Linked DNA regions of Mus musculus: regions 1 and 3 are each linked to region 2. The links are chromatin contacts, called in public ChIA-PET and HiChIP or PLAC-seq maps. All regions are on one chromosome and are shown on one strand. Each heading gives the region's core, a stretch centred on a gene start, on an enhancer-like site or on the middle of the called end of the contact. The rest is flanking DNA. Distances are from core to core; before and after follow the strand shown.

Region 1 (2,700 bases), core at 193-2,692, 190 kb after region 2:
TTGTTTTTTGAGACAGGGGTTCTCTGTGTAGCCCTGGCTGTCCCGGAACTCCAGACTGGCCTCGAACTCAGAAATCCACCTGCCTCTGCCTCCCAAGTGCTGGCATTAAAGGCATGTGCCACCTCCGCCTGGCTCAAATATGCCTTTCGTGTCTTCCTACATATAGCTGGATCAGGACCCTGCTCCCTTAAGATTCAGAGAAAGCCAGAGATCAGCCACCTTGTCCCCAGTCCCAGAAGAATGAGGCCTCACTTTGGCCACCCTGCTTGACTCTCCTGGAGTGGACACTGAAGTTTTCTTCTTTTCCTCTTGTCTGCTTCTCTCCAGGGTAACTCTTACACACGGAGATTTGAGGTTCAGGAAACCCTCACTTATAACAAACGGTCCCTTCAAATAGGGTGGGGAAATTTTTCCATAGCAGGCCATCAGGAGCCAATCAATATTCCCATTTCCCCTGTATCCACCCCTCCTCTTTCATTTAATAGCTGTTTTGTCTGCTTCCTCTTTGACCAGACAGAAACTTCTTGTAAAGAGTGGCCAGGGTGCTGGAGAGGTGGCTAAGGGTTTAAAAGCACTGACTGCTCTTCCAAAGGTCCTGAGTTCAATTCCCAGCAATCACAAGGTGGCTCACAACCATCTGTAATGGGATCTGATGCCTTCTTCTGATGTGTGTGAAGACAGCTACAGTGTACTTACATAAAACAAATAAATAAATCTTTAAAAAAATATTTGAGAAGACAAGAGCAGTGGCTAAGTGGTTAAGAGCACGGGCTGCTCTTGCAAAGGATATAAGTCTAATTCCAGGCACCTATATTGTGGCTAATAAGTGTCTGTAACTCCTGTTCCATGGGACTTAATGCCTTCTTCTGACCTCCAAGTAGGCAGGCACATGTTGTATATAGCCATACATTCAGGCAAAACCCCCATACAGGCATTGTGGCATATGGTTGTAATCTTGACGGTTCAGTCGGAGGCAGAGAGGATTGATATAAATTTCAGGCCAGCCAGGGCGACACAGGGATGATCCAGTCTCCATAAAACAAATAAAGAGGGTGATACTGGCAAATACTTCATGGTTGACCTGGGTTTCCCTAAGGGCGGGCTTGGGTGGGTGACTCACATTCCCAGAGAGCAGGCTCTTTACCGTCAGGTTCTCATCTCCTTCTGTCTTCTGGAACCTTCTCAGCTTACAAAGCGTTTTCTCTTACATGTGTCTCTCACCACAGCCCGCAGACTGAAGAACTGAACCACAGAGAGAGGAAGTGACTAAACCCAGGGCCCTATCCTGTCCCTTCATCATGGCATTCCCTGACAAGAAATTCCACTTTAGGGTCACGAAGCCCTTATGATCCTGAAGCATCTTACGGCCTACCCACCATGGTATGGGTATCTTGCCAGCATGATTGACCGTGCACTGAATCTGTGCCTAGTGCCTGAGGAAGACAGTATCTGAATGATACTAGGGCTGGAATGAGCTGCCATGTAGGTGCTGGGAATTGAACCGGTGTCCCCCAGAAGAGCAAACTTATGCCTCTTGCCGGCTGAACCATCTCTCCAGACCTTTTGTTTTTGTTTTCTGAGGCAGGGACCCATGTAGCTCAGGCTAGCCTTAAATGTGTTATGTAGCTGAGGATAACCTTGAACTAGTAATCTTTTTCATACAGTATATTCTGATCACAGTTTCCCTCCCCCGACTCCTCCAGAGCCTTTTTACCTCCCCCACCCGCCCACCTTCCTTCATACCTGCTTTCTCTTTCTCTTTCGAAAAACTAACTAGCAAACAAACAAACAAACAAACAAACAAAAAAGAACCAAAAAAACCAGAGAAAACAATTTTAAATACAAAATCAAAAACCAAAACCAAGCCGGGCAGTGGTGGCACACGCCTTCAATCCCAGCACTTGGGAGGCAGAGGCAGGAGGATTTCTGAGTTTGAGGCCAGCCTGGTCTACAGAGTGAGTTCCAGGACAGCCAGGGCTACACAGAGAAACCCTGTCTCGAAAAACCAAAACAAACAAACAAACAAACAAAAATAGCACAAGGAACAGAGAGACACTGGCTGGGAGTGGGTGGTAGGGGTGAGGAGGGAACAACAGCAAAAAAATAAAAACACAAAACCAGAAAACAATACACAAGCAAAATAAATAAATAAATAAATAAATAAATAAATAAATAAAAATTTAAAAACAAAAAACAAATCAATATGAGACAGACAAAAAGTGTACAAAAGTACATTGAGTTTGTTTTGTGTGGGGTTGGCCATCTGTTGCTGGGCACAGGGCCTTACCGTAAGTGTGGTTAATATACCCAGTGAGATTGTATTGGAGAAAATCTGTTTCCTTTGCAAGTAGATGTCGCTTGGAGACCTCCTTGGTTAGGGATGGGAGCCCCCCGTATCCACTTCCCCTTGTAGCAGTGGCTTCCCCTCCCTCTTGCATTGTGCTAGCCCATGCATGCTGCCACAGACTGAGAGTTCACATGTGTGTCAGCCCTGGTGTCTGGAACACACTGTTTCTTTGGTGTCATCATCCCTGCTGGCTCTTACAGTTTTTCTGCTTCCTCTTCCTCATAGCTCCCTGAGCCCTGAGAAGAAAGGTTTAATGAAGACATCCCTTTTAGGACTGATGGCTGTTTTAGGGACAGGTTTCTCTATGTCGCCTTGGCTGTCTTGGAAGTCACTATGTAGCCCAGGCTGGCCTC
Region 2 (2,700 bases), core at 57-2,556:
CTTGGCTCACCATAGGCCATCTGTCGGATGGAGATGGGTGATCTTCCGTCCTCACTCAGTGATGCTAAGCCCTCATCTGCCTTCCTGGGAAACAGAAGGAAGGGCAGGGATGTTCCTTCCCCTCCAATACCCTCCCTTTAACGACCCTTACTCCAACCACCATCGCAGGGCTGGCCCACTTCCCGCCATGCACACCACTGTCCCCCCTCCCTTCCAGAGCCCCCCTTGTCCTTACTTAAGGAGCTTGTAGTAAGCAAAACGGAACACTTCCTGTAGAAGGACAGAGACAGCAGCACCAAAAATCAGGAGGCCATACTGGAGCCGTGCATCTGATCGGTCTGTCACATGGACCAAGATGAACCAGACCACAGAAGCCAAGAGCAGGGAGACCAGCCAGAAAAAGGCTCTGAGAAAACACAAGGGCAATGAGAGAGGCAAAGACAGGAGCAGATGGAAAAATCAAGGAGGGAGCCAGCCAAGGATGGAATGTATGAAAAGTGGAAGTTAGACTTCCGGATGGTAAGGGAGACAGGGACCAGATAAGTGTCTCCACCAACAGACTCATTTGTAAGAATCTGAAAGCAGCAGAAAGGGTAGAGATCTGGTTAGAGTCTTCATTAGAGTCAAAGTGTGTGGGCATGAACGGACAGACTAGGTATCCATTCCAAGATCCTTGGCTGGCCGAGGTCAGCACAGCCCCCTCATTAATCTTGGCCTTGGGCCTTCTCTGACGTTGCCGGGAGGACTACAGGAAGAATCTGTGAAATCCCTGGAAGGCGGAAGCCGACTGCGGGAAATTCTCCTAGATCACGATTTGACCCTGTGTCCAACCTTTTCCGACTTCTGCCCCCCAACTCAGGCTCCCAAGCCTGCTCCAGTTCCTCCAGCCCTTTCTGCACCTTTTTCTCTACGTTCGGCCCCGTCTCCACCACTCGACACTCACCCCGCCACCAGGATGATAACCCGAAGTGGGTCTCCAGCTACAGTGATCAGGAAAAGGGAGAAGGCTGGGCCGAACGCGACGAAGGTGCATCCGAAAAACACAGCAGCCCCCATGACTGGGCAGCTGGGGAAGGGAGGGAACCCCGGCCAAGGAAGGCGAAAGGGAGCTGCGCGCCGAGGGGGAGTCCGCGTGGGGCGAGGACGCAACCCCAGGAGGGGCGCGGTGCAATGTCACCCCCGGACCCCGGGGAAGGGGAAGGGGGGGTGCCGAAACCCCGGACGAAGGTCCGCCCGACCTCGTCTACGGAAGCCGAAGAGGGAACAACCCCCGGTCGCTGCCCCATGGCCACCTCCCATCTAATTCCCACCCCCGGAAGGCCAATGAATACTTGGTGGGGCGGAACTGCAGAGGCGGGGTCATGGCGGCATGGCCTTCTGGGAGTTGTAGTCTCTCATCCTCAGAGCCCTCCTCTTGGTGCTGGGAGTGGCTTCAGAAGAGTAGGCTGGAGTCTGGGCCCAATCAGAACAATGATTCCTGGGTTCGCTGGCGCCTTGGCCACGGTTTCCTTTCTTTCGGTAGAGAAGGGTGATAGCCACCCTACCTATTACTAGAGGAGCTTTGTCGGAGGAAGATCCTGTTTGACTCTAGAGACAAATAAAAAAGAGCACAGGATAGAGGTTGTGGGAAGATAGGGACGGACATTGTTCTTAAGTTGAATTAGAGGAAATGACCCAGAGAAGCATCCTGAGGGATCAAAGTTAGGCTTAAAAGTTGGAACTCTTTGGGCAGCCTGGTATAGGAATTACGTCTTAAATGAAGCCTCCACTTGTATTCTGTAATGACAGAATGAGAAAAGCAGGAGGAGCCGGGAGAGAAATATTAGGAAAATGTTTGGAAGGAATCGTGGAGTCACAAAGCAACTAGAGCAATGGGACTGAGAGGAAATTACACCCATCCCCTCCACCCCCGCCCCACGCCGAGCTGCTTGGTTCCTTTGATGTCATACTTCCTTTATTTATAGTCTGGAAAATAAACTTGAGTGGTGTCTTTTCCTCAGGCTGGGGAGAGAGATTTCATATTATCAGGAATCATCATTTGTATGAGGACGGGTTGGTCCTTAGGAGTCTGCAGAACAGAGGAATCCTATGATGGGATCTGAGCATTTTGATCATATATGAGAAAAATCGTTTTTTGAGGGTACATACAAAGCAACAACAAACTACAGAAAAATTTAAAAGATTACCGGGCTTCCTGGAGGTTTTTGCAAAAAGTCACTAGGAGGGGAATCAGTGGAGGTGGGGGGGTGGGGGGGATGGGAGGGTAGGGGGGGTGGAGGGTTGGGGGGGTCTGGCGGTCACTAGACACATTGTTCCCCAAGGTTAGGAGGATGGGAACATCTTGGCCAGTGTTCAGGATTCCATGTGTGTTCAACAGGCTGAGTCTGGGCCACTCTTCTCTGTGAGCTGTTAGCAGCTGTGGGGAACAATCTGTGCATGATGAGCCCACAGCCACTTGCACGGTGTTCAAGGACTCATTTTAGATGCTTAGCAAGTATTTACTAGGTATGTGAGGCTTGTGGAGCTTTTCTTTTGTTCTAATAGCTATTTTTATGTGTGTGGGAGGGGGTTGTGTCATGTATATCTGTGCAACATGTATGTGCTCGGTGCTCTTGGAGGCCAGATGAGCACATCAGAACCCTCGGGACTGCGGCTACAGATGATTGTGATCCACCATGTGGTGCAAGGACATAGCCAGGG
Region 3 (2,700 bases), core at 1-2,500, 140 kb before region 2:
TCCCTGGGAAAGCCTTTACCCAGCAGGGATGCGTGCCCCCCCCAATCCTGCAGAGATAGTGTTCCCCTTCTCTAGTTCCCCCTCCCTGTGTCCCCTTCCTGAAGCCATATGCCATTAAGGCAGAGTTGCATACAACAGGTGGTTAGGAGCAGCTGGATAATCTGGTGGGTGGGGCACACGCAGTCACAGAGGCCCGCAGAGAGGAGTCTTTAGCAAGGGCACAGCTGAGCTCCCTAATGGCAGTTGCTTGGCTCAGAGAACACTCACTCACAGCATAGCACAAAACCCAATCCCAAATTTATATAGTAAGCCCAAACCACAGAAGCCACGTCTGTTATAGTCTCAGCCCCAACAAAAAATACATCATATACTGTTTATTTACAAGGTGCACAGTTCCGTCCTCTCGTGTCTTCATTGCCCTAATAAAGTTATTTTTTATGAAATGAGCTTCCTGATACCTAAGCAATAAAAAGTTGTTTCTTCTTTTTTTCTTTTATAGCTTGTGTCGGCAGTTGTTGAATATGGTGGTAAACGGGTTAGAGGAAGTGACCTCTTCAGTCCCAAAGATGCTGTGGCTATTACCAAGCAGTTTCTCAAAGGACTGAAGGTATAGCTTTAGTCTGAGTGTGGCTGATATGATTCTAACAGTATATTCTGAATTGTAGAGCTATGTCCGCCCAGTGAATCCACAAAGGACAATTTCTTGAAACGCTGCCTCTGTGCTGTAGTGTGCCTGCACTGCCAGGGAGCCGAGCGGGACTGATGCAGTGACGGGTCACTTCCAGGAAGTGTGCACAGTTCTGCCAGTCACAGCTCTTTTTCCCGTGTTTGTAATTTAAACTGTATTAAGCTAGTGCTTGCGCTCACTCTCTCTCTCTCTCTCTCTCTCTCTCTCTCTCTCTCTGTGTGTGTGTGTGTGTGTGTGTGTGTGTGTGTGTTGGTGGTTTGTGGTTTTTCTGTTTTTTGGTTGGTTGGTTGGTTTTGTTTTTGAGGAGTCTCATGTAGGGCAGGCTGGTTTCAAACTCACTATGTAGCCAAGGATGACCTTGAATTTGTCCAGCTCCCAAGTTCTGGGTATACACCACTACAGCAAGTTTATGCTGTGCTGGGAATAGAATTCAAGGGTCTATGCATGATAAACAAAGTCTGCCAACTGAGCTGCACCTCAAGCCCACAAGCTTCTCTTTGAAGGAAATTCAAGAGAAAGCACAACCATCCGTTGCTGGGAAGTCAGTCACACAGACAGAGGACAACAATAAGTGTGGCTCACTTTCTCCACTCACTAGTGAAGTCTTGGCCACAGTTAAGATGGTCTTTCCATGTGAGGTAACATAATCAAGGCAATTCCTTACAGGCATGCCTAGAAGTCCATGGACCAGGTAATTCTAGAGTCTGCCAGGCTGACAGTGCCTTCACGGGGCTCTCGTAGGCCAGCTTTTTACTTGGTAGGAAGCTTTTCTGACGGCCCCCCCGTGTTCGTGGGGTGGGGGGCACTGTACCAGCGGCACCGCTTCTCTGGCCCCTGGCCTGTTCTTAGCTTTCCATGAGTTTCCTGGTGTTCTTCTACCCTATGGCTTACCAACTCTGCTACAGGCCTTTCTTTTTGTTTCACAAAGAATGAGATTCAGACAAGATAAAAGATTCCAGATTTTTAAATTCCTTGAAAAGTTTATTGAAGCCATATTGAAAATAACTAGCCTTAATTTAGTACTTTTTTAAAAAATTAGTACTTTTGTAAGATTGGAACAATTCTGTCTAATTAAAATAATTTTTACATATTCTAAAGTTCTAGACTGGGGAGATGGTTCACTCAGTGAAGTGATTGCTGCTCAAACTGGAGTTTAGATCCCCATCAAATACATAAAAGTCAAATACAGTGGTGTGTAACTGTACCCCACAGTGCTGAAGTGTGTGCATAGAAGGGGGAGGGGACCCCCTCAAGCTCTCTGGCCAGCCAGTCTAACCAAACCTGAGAGCTCTGGGTTCAAGAATAGAGCCTGTCTCGGAGATGATGGTGAAGAGGCACTGAGGAGAGCAGCCAGTGCTGACCTCTGACGTCCATGTGCGTGCACACACATCCACACCTTTACTTACACACAGACACAAATGTCCTGTTGGGGTCTGTTTGATTTCTATCCAGTTCCAGTTTGATTCTATCCCATAAGGCTTCCATTGAGTATATGTTCCTTTTCTGATGTATCATTACTGTCATATTGCTAGCTTCCCCAAATAACATGAGAACCATTTCCATATTTTAGGGAGTGGAAAATGTGTATACACAGCACCAGCCTTTCCTGCATGAGACCCTGGATCATCTCATCAAAGGAAGGCTTAAGGAAAACCTCTATCCTTATTTAGGCCCCAGCACACTCAGAGACAGGTAAGGTAACAAAGATTAGAAATAAAAACTAGGATCACAGAACAAGCCAGAGAAACTGGAAGTGCCCAAGACATCCAGATCTTGGCCTTAGAGAAACAACCTGCCATGTAGGGACAGTGGGCACTACTAAGAGCTGGGTTCCGAAGTCCTGTGATTGTAAAAACATCTGAATTCTGCCAACTGACTTATGCTTAAGATGGGGTCCTGGACTTAGCCTGATTCTCAGTTGGTAAATCTGTGAGCAGTGAACTGAGATCTAATCTATGCATGAACTTGGGACCTACAGAAACTACAGATCTACAGACTGTGTGTCTTTACGT

The links. ChIA-PET counts read pairs in DNA pulled down with a chosen protein or histone mark. HiChIP or PLAC-seq counts read pairs in DNA pulled down with a chosen protein or histone mark.
Region 1: a contact with region 2 is called in an H3K27ac HiChIP or PLAC-seq map of microglia, with 3 times the contacts expected there. The contact joins the enhancer-like site here to the promoter of Aph1a in region 2. A contact is called at or near these places in 2 of 39 promoter capture datasets (hematopoietic stem and progenitor cells and liver) and 4 of 115 datasets of contacts at active chromatin or transcription factors (the 230-238 cell line, bone marrow-derived macrophages, microglia and 1 more).
Region 3: a contact with region 2 is called in an RNA polymerase II ChIA-PET map of memory CD8 T cells, with 276 read pairs. The contact joins the enhancer-like site here to the promoter of Aph1a in region 2. A contact is called at or near these places in 2 of 39 promoter capture datasets (hematopoietic stem and progenitor cells and macrophages), 7 of 115 datasets of contacts at active chromatin or transcription factors (the 230-238 cell line, T-cell acute lymphoblastic leukemia, bone marrow-derived macrophages and 4 more) and 5 of 9 other capture datasets (adipose tissue, embryonic stem cells, liver and 2 more).

The regions. Positions count from the first base shown.
Region 1 is chr3:95,706,238-95,708,937 of GRCm38.p6, reverse strand. No RefSeq gene overlaps it. Among named protein-coding and RNA genes, the nearest start is that of Adamtsl4, 20 kb to the right of the region's middle. Within about 2 kb of position 1,442, at least 77 of the 459 cell types and tissues checked have an H3K27ac peak or open chromatin away from gene starts, as enhancers often do. A contact at or near this core is called in bone marrow-derived macrophages, hematopoietic stem and progenitor cells, microglia and 1 more, where this site is marked.
Region 2 is chr3:95,892,527-95,895,226 of GRCm38.p6, reverse strand. Aph1a (aph1 homolog A, gamma secretase subunit) reads right to left here and starts at 1,306. Exons shown (of 6, transcript NM_146104.3): 1 at 944-1,306; 2 at 236-406; 3 at 11-84. The coding sequence starts at 1,056.
Region 3 is chr3:96,030,686-96,033,385 of GRCm38.p6, reverse strand. It overlaps Vps45 (vacuolar protein sorting 45), which reads left to right. Exons shown (of 15, transcript NM_013841.3): 12 at 500-607; 13 at 2,259-2,380. Among named protein-coding and RNA genes, the nearest start is that of Vps45, 26 kb to the left of the region's middle. Within about 2 kb of position 1,250, at least 81 of the 459 cell types and tissues checked have an H3K27ac peak or open chromatin away from gene starts, as enhancers often do. A contact at or near this core is called in the 230-238 cell line, T-cell acute lymphoblastic leukemia, adipose tissue and 4 more, where this site is marked.